Linked DNA regions of Anas platyrhynchos: region 2 is linked to region 1. A link is a contact called in public Hi-C data. All regions are on one chromosome and are shown on one strand. The core of a region is the stretch at or near the end of the contact, and the rest is flanking DNA. Distances in the headings are between cores, read along the strand shown. Region 1 holds the start of VPS37A (VPS37A subunit of ESCRT-I). Region 2 holds the start of PCM1 (pericentriolar material 1).

Region 1 (5,775 bases), core at 945-3,444:
CAAAAGAATCATGATTACTTTGAAAAGAATCTTTTTATCTGCCAGTTCTCTAAACTTCCTTTGTAGGCTGCAAATTTAACTCATGTAGATCAAGTTTTCCAGTGATCGGCCTGTAACGCTGCCAAAAATCCCCAAGCCTTCAACACATTTAAATTTGAGAAGCATTTGCTCTGATACTTATATCAGGCCATATGAGAACCTGTCAGACCAATTATGTTTACTTAGGAAAACAGTCAAGATACTGTTTTAGCTGCTTTAGTAACCTTGTCAACTGCTGCTAGATATAATTAGATCTCCACATACATGTCTCATTCAGTGGGGAAAGTCACATTCGTACTTACACGTTTATCACTGACAAAAAGCATGTTCTGAAACGAAGTCACAATACTACTCTGACCGACAGGAAAATTAAGCTTGCTTTTCAAACACCACATCACACCAAAAAAAAGAATCTGGAGCAGAAATCTCTGCAAGCATTACGCTCTGAAATCAAGAATCCCCTTTCAACCCACTATAGAATTAAACAGGGTAATGAATAGCAACGTTTGTTTACAAAACACAAGAAAAGCTGCTACATTATTAAAAACAACATGCCACTTCTATAACAACTGGTAGGAGTCAAACTATGTTTAGGAAGAAGTACTTTGAAATGCTAAATATGAAAATGCAGAGCTAACTTCTGCACTGAACATAAATGCATCATTTAAAAACGTCTGTTGAAACGGTTTAGCGTTTCTGATTAAACTACTAACGGCAAGATAGAGAGCGCACAAATGAGGCAAGAAAGCACACGTTTGGCTGACAAAAATCTCCTTCCATAAAGCTTTCCAATCGGTAGGTAACAATAGTTGAAATTTTCACAGCCTGTAGTGCATTTTCGGTATCAGTAAGTCAGAACCATACATCTAATTACGTAATTAGAGATTTAACACTTACGTTAAATTAAATTTAAAATTAAATTGCCAAGTTGAGGTTCCTGGAGGGTATTCCCCTTGCTCATTCATAAATGTCAGTCCTAGTTGAATTATTTTTAGCAAGTCGACATTACAGCGTAATAATTGGTACTGATAGTCTGCATTGCTTCTGAATTCTCCAATAGGCCTTGCAACTACTCCTGGAAATTCTGTGTCCTGTAAGAACAGAAGGAAAACTTTAACAAGAGACACCCACAAGAACTCACAGCGCTCAGTTTTAGTAAAGTGTATCTCAAGCCTCGAACAATTTCACGGCTAAGGAACACTGTGAGTGAGCACAGCTTTTGGAGGTAACAGATCAGCATCTTAACATCTAAGCGTTAATTCATCATTAAAATGCCATTGTTTTTTTCCAAGACAGATTGATAAATGACTTCGGTAAGGTACAATTTACTAACATCAAATGAAATCGTTGTGGTTTTTACAGCAACTTCCTAGATAAACAGCACACGTGCCCGCTTACCATAGCTACATAGTTATACTTCCGTATAACTTGGCGGATCTTCTTCATCTCTTCGTCCAAGTTACAAGCCCAAACTTCGCAGATTCTTTGGCTATGGTCTACGGTAGCTGCTGGCATAGTGGGGGGCTTTAGTGACCGTACATCAAAAGGTACACTTGACTGAGGATCCGTGTCATAAAGACGACCTTATTTCCCTTTTTTTTTTTTTTTTTTACACCTAAGAGACAAACAAAGCGTTAGGTTTTTATCCTTCAGGCAGGGGAAGGAGAACAGCTTAGGGATACGCACAGGGCTCGGTGTTTAATGGCTCAGAGCAGCAGCACGGCCCGGCCCCCAGCCCCCCGCAGCACGAGGCGAGGCCCAGCACCCCCCCAGCACACAGAGGACGCCCCCCGGCCTCAACCCAACGCCCTGCGGGGACACCCTTGGGGCTCAGCGCGGCGTTCGCCCCCCCCCCCCCACGCACCCAGCCGCGGGGCCGCCGTTAGGCCCCGAGCAGGCCGCGCACCGCGCCCGGCCCCCCCCCAGCGAGGCCTCCGCGGCCTCACGGTGCGGGAGGGGGGGGCCCCGCGCTCACCCTCACCCTCGGGGCCGTCTCCGGGACGGGGGGGGGCCGGGCCGGGCGCTGCGAGGCCCCGCGGCGGCCCCGGCGGCCACGGAGCCGCGAGCGGGCGCGCAGCAGGCAGGGAGCGCCGCCCCCCCGCACACAGCCATGACGTCACCGCCGCGCCTCCCCCCCCTCCTTCTCCTCCTCCTCCTCCTTTCCCGCGCTGGGTGATGACGCGCGGGGCGTGACGTCACGGGGAGGAGGGGGGGTGGTGGTGGCGGCGGCCGCCATGAACTGGCTGTTCCCCCTCGCCAAGGGCGGCGGCGGCAGCGCTGCCTCCGGGGGCCCCGCGGCGCTGCCCGCCCGCACCGGGCTCCAGCAGCAGAAGCAGCGGCAGATCGAGGCCCTGCGAGCCGCGCACGCCGCGTGAGTGGGGGCCGGGGGGGAGGAAAGGGCGGGGGGGGAGCGGCACCGGGGGGTTGGGGGAGCCCAGAGCAGGGCTGGGGGCAGCCGGTGCTAAGGGGGGGTCCCTGTGGTGACCCCCTAGGGTGTGGGGCTGAATGGCCTGTGAGGTCCCTGCCGAGCCGTGCTGTGGCAGCCCTGCTGGCCCTGTGAGCTGCTTTGTTGGCGCCCAGCGTTAATTGCGGGTTGTTTGCCAGCAGCCTGTGCTGTTTGCCTGCTCCCCGCATGCACCACGCAGGGTTTGCTCCCCCACGTCCTGAAACGAGGCCCTGCTCTCTCCTGGGGAACTTCAGCTGGCTCTGTGCTCATTGGTTTTGCCTGACTTTTTTAATCTTTCATCGCTATTCATCTTTTAAAACGAGATCCACACTCCACCTCTTCCTTGTTACGTCTTGAGCAAGCCCTAGGACTTCATTCCATTGGCATGGAATGATCGATGCCTCCAAAAGCCATCCATAAGGAGAAAAGACGGCGAGAAGCTCCTTACTCACTACAGAGAAACTCTCCCACCTGCAGGTCTGATAGTTGCAGCCAGCTCACCATCCTGATGTTTTGAATCATCGCACAGGAAGCACAGCTATGACAATATTGCTTGTTATTGTGGCTTGCTTAAACTTAGAGCCGTTCAGAGCCATTTTCACAAATATTTTTGAAAAACAGATTGCGTCTCTAAGAAGCTCTTTCTGAAGCCACGCAGCAGCTCCCCTAATTAAACATTTATATTGGGCCAGCCTTACTTAGCCCTTTATTCTCACCCTTTTCCCTGTACCAGGGTGGTGAGCTCACCCAGAGGTAAATCCTTCAAAAAGGTGATCAGTTTTTTGTCAAGGTCAGATTGCTGGGCTGGTTTTGTTACCTGTTGATCAGGCCCCTGCTGAAGTGTGTTTTTGTCTCACATGTATATTTTGTCATTCATCTTAGTGTAACCCAACTGAAATGCTGGAAATACAATTCTTAGCATGGTATAGTTTCCCTGAGTTAGCTAACTTTTTTTGTTTGTTTTAGGTAGTAAAAGCCCTGGTACATGTGATCTTAATTTCATTAAAGTAGCTTTAATTTAATTAAAAATCCCTCATGTTAGGAGCTCGAAATCAAGTCATTTTGGTGGTGGTTGTTTTTGCATTAGAAAAATACTTTTCTTGTATTTGCTTTTGTGTTAGCCAAAGTTAAGAATGTGCCCTTTTTGCATTGTACCCATTCCCACCTGGGGGAGGGACAGCCAGCTTTGTTGTTCCAAGGGTTTGCTCAAAGGAGGTTACAAGAGTTTGGGCAGCTCAGGGAGATCCTGGGTTTCTTGTGTTCTCCCTACTGCTTCTCTTCTCCCTCCCTAGTTGCTATGGGTTGCCCAGGTAAGGAGAATGTGATTATGCACCCTGCTCAACATGATTTTGTAGCTGGCTTTTAAGAGCGTGACAGATCCTTGTAGTGCAGGAACACGCATGAGAGATTCCAGGGAGAATTCTGCTGTTAAGAACGAATTGATGATGGTTATTGTGCGGGGGTCTTGTAGCAGAGCCCTGGACTCTGATGGAGGGCTGTTTCGGAAGGTGGGTGCAAAGAAAAGAAGCTTTCTGGAAACACCCAGGTGCCAGGATTACCAGTTCCAGCTGTTTTCTCCCCTCACAAGGGAGCTGTAGAGGGGTGAGGGAGAAGAATGTAGTAACCAGGTGCAGGCAGGAAAAATACGTGGAAGAGGAATCAGTCTGCTTTTCAAGTATGTTTTGATTGGGACATTACCAGATGAAGCTGATTTTCTGCCCTTTCTTTCCTGATCTCAGCCTCAGTGTGTTTACGTTGTTTGGAAATTATTCTTCTGAGCTTCTACACCTCCTCCTCCTCCACATTCTTTGGGATGCCATCTTTCAAAACATTCCTGCTATGCATGCAAATCAGAGCGTGCCCTGAATGTTGAAATCAACTTCCTCTTAATGCAGCTGCTTTTAGAGATTTGTCTCAGTAACTGGTCTGTTATGAGGAGTATGTTTGAATCAAGTCTTGTAAGATTTCCTAAGGCATGTGGTGCTTCGTTTGATGGTTTCACGGGGTCTGGTCTGTCTCTTGGTTGTCCCTGGATTAGGGCCTTCCAGTTCTTGGCAAGTAGCTCTTCTGCAGATAAAACTCCTTTAAAATATCTGCATAAGTGCATAGAACTTAGGAGTTGCAGACAGAAATACTATTAAAGAGTAAATTCATCTATTAAGAAAGTGAGCCCAGTGTTGCTGTGTACGCTTTAAACACTGATTAGGAAGCAGTGTAGTGGAGCAATATCTGGTTGTGAACCAGTTATAAAAGCATTGGTAAAGTAAATGGTTTACGGGAAAAGATTTAACTGTTAAGAAAGCACTGATATGATTCACATATTAAGCCAGCACGAAGAGGAAGATAAGTTGGGAGTGCTGACAGATCAGTAGGTAGCACAATGTCTCTGCCTCTACTTGCATTGCTCGTGATAATGTTGAGGTTTAAAGGTTACAGCTTTTTTTTTTTTTGCTTTAATATTCTTATTCATTATTGCATTCTGAAGTGTATTAACTTATTCCAGTGTTTTTAATTTTAGTGTTACAAGGCTTTTCAAAACTAAGCTAAATAAAAAGGTCTGAGGTCCTGCCTTTTTTTAGGCTGTAGGTACTAAGGCTGTGATATTGACCATGGACTGGATGCTAACAATTTCTTCTTTGACAGCATTGCAGAAATTCAGAAAGATGTGGAATACCGACTGCCCTTCACTGTAAACAACTTGACAATTAACATTAACATGTAAGTAGAGAGATACCTCTATGCACATTTTGAAAATTTAAGCTGTTCTCACAAAATATAGTATCGAACATAAGTGGGTTGCATCTTATAACTGATTTCAGGAACCATAACCCTGATTTGCACTAGCAGTTTTAGTAATCCAAGTAAAACTAGCTCTGTACAAGAGGCAGATGCTAAGCTCAAAGCATAATTATATTTGGCTGTGCTCATTTCCCAAGCTATCTGCGTGTTTTTAGTTGAAAGTGGGTAACAGAAAAATGAAAATTTCAGATGTCTTTGAGCCCCCAGCAGGTGAAAACAAACAGTAGCTGATTAATCTGCTGTTAACTCGTGGTATTAACTCTTATCCCAGTGAAACTTCTGGACTGTAACTTGAAAGTGCTTTGCTGTAACATTTCCTATGAATTTCCTTTACTGTGGTAAATGCAGATGGTATTCTGTTCACGTCTTTTTATTATTTAGCCTCAAAGTATTGTCAATTTGCCTGATATTCTTACAGGCTACGCTGTGTTGTCCTTAGAGCAATATAGTTTGTATTAGAAAATATTCTCAACACATAGCTTTTCCTTTGT
Region 2 (5,775 bases), core at 966-3,465, 330 kb after region 1:
TTTCTCCCCAGCTTCTCACATCTTTGCAGTCTCAGTTAAACTTTAAACCTTCACTTCTTTTTGTCTCTAGTCCTTATATGCCTGTGTTTATTATTATTATTATTGTTTTTTGGCTTTCTTTTCCTTCACCCCAGAATAATAAAGTAAAATTAACAAGATAAGGCCAGCAGATGCACAAGCAAAAATCATCATGTCTATGACATAGCTTTCAATACTAATTAAGTTGGACTATCTCAAAAGATAATCCAGTCAGTTTCTGTGAGGGTGCATTCATTAGTATGTCTGCTGATGGCAGCACTTATAGCAGAGATCTTTGTAGGAGGAATTAGTTACTGTCAGTCTAGAGGCTCATTAGTGTTGACATGGGACTACCCCCAAAAGGTATGTTTAGTTTTTAATTAACAAGACATTCTTCAAGCCATATTGTTTTGGCTCACAATTTTTCCCAAATCCTGAGATGTTATTTTATAGCAGTAGTAGAGAACCATCTACAATAATGCTTCTTGCAGATCTAAGGTTCCTTATTGCACATTTTTTTTAGTCTACCACACACAATAAAAAATGATATTGAGCAGCTGGTACTGTTGTATTTCTTTGAAGCACCTTTTAAATTATTTTTTATTTCTATTTTTTATATGGTAACAAATTTGCAGCCAACTCCAGAAGAGGGACAGCAAAATAAAAAGAAGAAAAAAATTATTCTCCAAATGTCAAGTGGGAATCAGAGTGATGATAATTTAAGCTTCTGGAAGAGCCATACTACCAATATATCACATCCTATATTAAGGATGAGAAAATACAGTTTTGATACATAGAAGAGTACAATAAAGATATTATTACTAAAACATTCTAATATCTATTTAATGTATTGGTTTTCCTTAAGAACATATTATATTTTTATGTAAGACTTTTTTTTTTTTTTTTTTCAAGAAACAAAGAATGAGCTGTATTTTAAGAACAAACCACAGTGACAAAAACAATTGTAATCACTGTATTAGGGCATTTTTTTTCCTCTTAAATTTTGCTTCCACCTGCTGGGCATTGAGAGGTATGCCACTGTGACAATAGCATCCTGCCAACAGCAACATTGCCAGTACTGTGCTGAATATCCAGACATGGTACCTGAGGCCAGGATAAAAGGACGTTTTTTTAACTTTTATAATACCATATACACTATATTATATACACACTATATAACTTTTATGATACTCTAACATTATAACTAATCAGTTGCAATTACAACTTTAAAAAGCTGATAAATAAGAGGTGGAGCTTCAATGCAGATGAATTATATCTATTCCTTATATGTAGAGTGTCCAAACGGTTGTTGTAGAATTTCGTTAAAGTGCTTTCTCTTATGGATATGCATGTTGCAATGTTTCTCTTATGCATGTTGCAACGGTAGGAATGTGAGCAAAATGCTGTGCTGACTGACAGGCTTAGCTCACCTTCCACACACATCTGGTGCTGTCCAGAGCTATTCCTTTGATGCCAGGGCATTTGCTGGAGAAAATATTTTTATTGAAGTATTTTTGTTTCACAGATTTTTTTCCAGTGATTTTGTTCCCTTTCTAAATTAGAGAGGGATTGATGTGCCATCTAGATTTTTGCTGGAGCAAAAAAACATCGGCACAAGTATTAATGACTGGGGATTTAACTCTACCTCCAGGTGGTATCGGTAGAATGCCTCTAGCCCACCACGAACCTGGAGCATTGCTCAGATCCTTAATGTTTCTGCCTTGGAGCCCAGCACAATGCATATCCTGAAAACGGTAGCTTCTTTCCCTTGTTCTGACAATTGGACCACGATGACTGAAATACAAATCCTATCAGCTTTTCTGAAAAAGAAATGGAAAATAACAGTAAATGATGGCATAAATACTACCAAAAAACAAAAACAAACAAACAAACAAACTAAAAACATTTTAAAAAATAGGTAACCCTTTTTTTGTTTTTCCCTATTTTTTTTCCTCAGCAAAGTTTTGGGAACCCAGTCCTGTAAACTGCAAGCCCTAAAGCAAGTCGCTAAGAGCGTGCAGTAGCAACGCAGAAAAAGTAGAAAACGACCAGAAACTGACTGAAATGACCTCCAGCTTCCCCTGCTCTATTTTTAGCTGGGAATTCCTGGAGGAGACCAAACGAGCACAGCACTGCGTGAGGCGAAACTGCCGTAAATAAAGGCTCCGGACGTCATCTGAGCCTCGTGGTTTTGACGTCGTGATTTTACTAGTCTTCTTCCAGTCAGGTAAAATCGTTTATAGAGCTCATCACAGTTTGCGTATTTTATTTTAGGAGCAAAACGAGCCCGACGCCTCAACGGCGGCCCCAAGCCAGCTCCCGCTAAACCCGCCACCGCGCTGAGCGCCGCCCTGACTGGAAAACTACACCTCCCAGGAGGCGTTGCGGCCAGATAGAACGAGCGCGGGCGCTCTCCTCGCGCGGTGCACGCTGGGACTTGGAGTTTCAGCCGTCCCGCCCTTCCACCGCGCTGCGCAGGGCTCCCCTCCCAGAGGCGCGCAGAAGCGCGGGAAACTCCGTCCTCCGCGCCCTGACGTCACGTAGCCCGGCCGGGGCCGGCGCACCCGCAAGCGCGGAAGGGCACCTGCGAGCCGCGTTACCACGGCAACGGTGCGGATCCCTCCGCCTCGCCCGCCCGCCTCCCGCACTGTGGCGGCGCCTCCAAGATGGCGGCGGCGGCGGTGGTCGGGGCCGGGCTGTGAGGCCCCGCGGGCAGCGCCGCGCTCCAGAGCCCGCCGCTGCTGGAAGGCGACGCCCGCGGCCGGGGCCGGGGCAGGAGCAACGACCGGGCCCGGGGCCGCCGCCCCTCCGCCGCGGGGTGAGGCTGTGGGGCCAGGCGGGGGCCGCCCGCTCCGCTCTGCGCTGCCCGGCGGCGGGAGGAGGCCGCGGGGCGGGCCCCGGGCTGGCTGAGGGCACGGGGGGCTCTTACCGGGTTTTTTTATAGCTGTTGCCTTTCTCCAGGCGAAGTTGCAAGCTGAAGGGTTTTTCTGGGGGGGTGTTGCAGCGGGGGTGAGTGCTGTTGGGAAGACGTGCCGGCGGATCTGGTGCAGATAAAAATACTGGAAAAAAATAAATAAAAAATCTAAATTTATATCTTTATTATTAAATCCTGTGATACTTCAGAGTAGTTTTTATATTGCTGCAGCATGCACAAAATGTGTGTGATCCTAATCGCTCTGGCAGGTACAAGTTTTGACCATAATCTGCCCTGTTACCTTATTTTTACTGTAATAAATGTACTTGAGAGGATTTTATTATTATTATTATTATTATTTTCCTCAAGTTCCTGATAATTATTGTAAGGCAGCATGCACACGCTCAAGCACAGCTTTTGTGCAGATTCCCTAATGTGCAAGGAGCTAAGATTGCGATCGGGTTGCTGGATGCAGGAGTGGGATGATGGGAGGGCACCAGGGCTCTTAGGAGAGGATTTCATCCGGCTGGGGAAATGTAAAGGAAGGCAGACCACAAATCGGTGAAGTGTGGGGGAGAAGAGGCACAGCTGCTTGTGTGAGAGTTTTATTTCGGAGAAGAAAGCTGGCTGAGCTTCCATGTTATTATAACTGAGGTGAAGAGAGAAAATGAAGAGAGAAAATAAGCCCATTTGAATATAACTTATTTGGAAACATGAGGAACGGTAATATGAATGCTTAGAGACTTAGTGTCTGAGAAGGACGTGGTTCTGTTAATATATTTTTCTTAAAATTCACTTGGTGAAAGTAATCAGGTTGCTGTTATTTTTGAGCTGTATTTAGTAGAATACTAAATTTAGTAGAATACTCAATACTAATGAGTGAGCCTGGGGTTCTTATTTGAGAAAACTTTTCCGAATATTGCATCTGTGGTAGTGAACTTACTTCATAAGTGATTAGAAACTCTTAGAACAAGGATAGGTGAAAACAGCTTTTGTGGAAATTTTCAATGAAATAAGTGTGAACGTTTATTTGTATTATGTGAAGATAAATACTGCCGCTTCTTGGTTTTGCATGGAAGGTAGGAAAAATCACCTTTGCTACAGTTTCAGTAGAATTATATAAGGGTATTACAAGGAAACGGCTTACTGAATTTGGCTGTGAACCCAGATGGTCTCCGAGCTTGTCAAGATGAACTCATTGTGCTTAGCGGTGTAGGTCAGGTTGGAGTGCCAGTGGAAATGTCGGGTCTTGCACAGCTGAACAGGCCTTCTGTAACTGGAGAAAGTGTTTATAAAACAGCTGTTGCTAAAATAAGCTAAATTGATAACTATGTTTTTGCTTTGAGTGCTTGTCAAATTTGCCTGGAGTTGGTGGGAGAGTTTCTCTGTGAACTGTTCCTAGGATAGTTGCATTTCCACGTGTAAACAAACACGCTGTGTAAGGGCATCATGTTTTTATTTTCTAAATTAATCTGACAGTTCCCCTGGATGAAAGTGGCCCAGAAGGTGTGTTTGTATAGATCTGTCTTGGTTTTGCTCTTGGCATGCCTTGGCTTTTATTTGCTTTCCTGAAGCCTACAGCTAGAGCTTATAGAGCCATATGACTAGCCAGACTGGAGAGCTGATCCACTTATCTCATCTGGGTTTTTTTGCTTGTTTGGTTTGTTAGTTGGCTGGACTAGTTTATAGGTGGTACCCTCTGATTGCTTGGACTTGTGAATGCTTGTGGTGGGACAAAGAAGGGATATGGATGGGTGTGCCAGCGCAGTGGGGCTCAGATCTGCCACTTTCCAAAGTAGCAGGCGGTAATTATACAGGTATTGTGGTTCTGATTGTGGCTGCAGAAGCTGAATTGCTCCTGCAGTGTGTCAGCGTGACTGAGGGTGATCCACTGCCAAGTGGAGAGGTGGTTGTGCTGGGGTGAGCATGCCTTGTAGATCCCATTTTCTAAATGGTGTAGCAGTACTAAGGTGTGTTTGCATCCAAATCCTGCTTTGTGCAATTCCACCTACTGTTGTTAGCTGTACGGTGTGATTTTGGTGAAATACTATATATATAAATGACTTAGGTATACTAGTGCAGCCTTTTAAATGTCAGCTTCCTCCCCATCCCCCATCCTGGAACTGATTATAAAGATGTTTCTTAGATGCTGCATAAAATTTTGAGTTTTAGGTGATTTCTTCAGCTGCATGCTGTGAAGTCTTGGTGTGAAAATTCCTACTAGATAGGATGTAGAAAAATGCTTAGAAATGAACGGTCAATTTTCTGTGTTTTTCAGTTAAAGATACAATGGCAATCATGGGCTAATACTGTAGTTAAACCTTCCTGGAGAAAGTATTTACAAGATGGTCTCTCTTCTACCTCTGTAAAGAACTTTGTGTTGTAAAGCTGTTATGAGGAGCAGGTTTGTAGCTGTGAGCAGTGGACCTGTGTGAGCAGTAGTTAGGATATGCAGCTCTTGTTGCAGCCTGATGGTACATACAGCTAGGTATTCTGCCTCCTGTTGAGCAGGGTAATCTAATTTTTGTGCTACAGAGGAATACTTTGTTTCTGACCTTTCAGCTTTAACAATTTTTAAAATTCCTGTTTGTGTCAAAACTAGTAGAGGATGTGAGAATTCCTAAGGTATAGGTTGCTTAATCTGCACAGAATGAGACAGTTAATGAGAACAGCAAAGCTCTAGGAAAACCATTTATTTACCTAGAAACTATTATGTAAGTGGCATGGCATTACCAGCTTAAATACCTTAACCTGTAGTAAAGAATATAGCAAACTTACTGTTGATGTCCATTTTCTGTGTGTTGTATCGACATGTCTTGCCTTCGGTGCTCTGTCAGCTTCTT

The links. Hi-C and Micro-C count contacts between places; a contact is called where the count stands out from the background.
Region 2: a Hi-C map of liver shows a contact between it and region 1, with 2.4 times the contacts expected there. The contact joins the promoter of PCM1 here to the promoter of VPS37A in region 1. A contact is called at or near these places in 2 of 8 Hi-C or Micro-C datasets (liver and skeletal muscle).

Annotation. Positions count from the first base shown.
Region 1 is chr4:21,040,144-21,045,918 of IASCAAS_PekinDuck_T2T, forward strand. It overlaps VPS37A (VPS37A subunit of ESCRT-I), which reads left to right and starts at 2,195. Exons shown (of 12, transcript XM_027456168.3): 1 at 2,195-2,410; 2 at 5,129-5,203. The coding sequence starts at 2,274. CNOT7 (CCR4-NOT transcription complex subunit 7) reads right to left here and starts at 2,163. Exons shown (of 7, transcript XM_038179053.2): 1 at 2,021-2,163; 2 at 1,438-1,654; 3 at 937-1,130. The coding sequence starts at 1,554.
Region 2 is chr4:21,365,223-21,370,997 of IASCAAS_PekinDuck_T2T, forward strand. PCM1 (pericentriolar material 1) reads left to right here and starts at 2,216. Exons shown (of 40, transcript XM_072037156.1): 1 at 2,216-2,245. It overlaps LOC119716759 (a long non-coding RNA gene), which reads right to left and starts at 3,429. Exons shown (of 3, transcript XR_005265366.2): 1 at 2,948-3,429; 2 at 1,449-1,838; 3 at 1-1,122.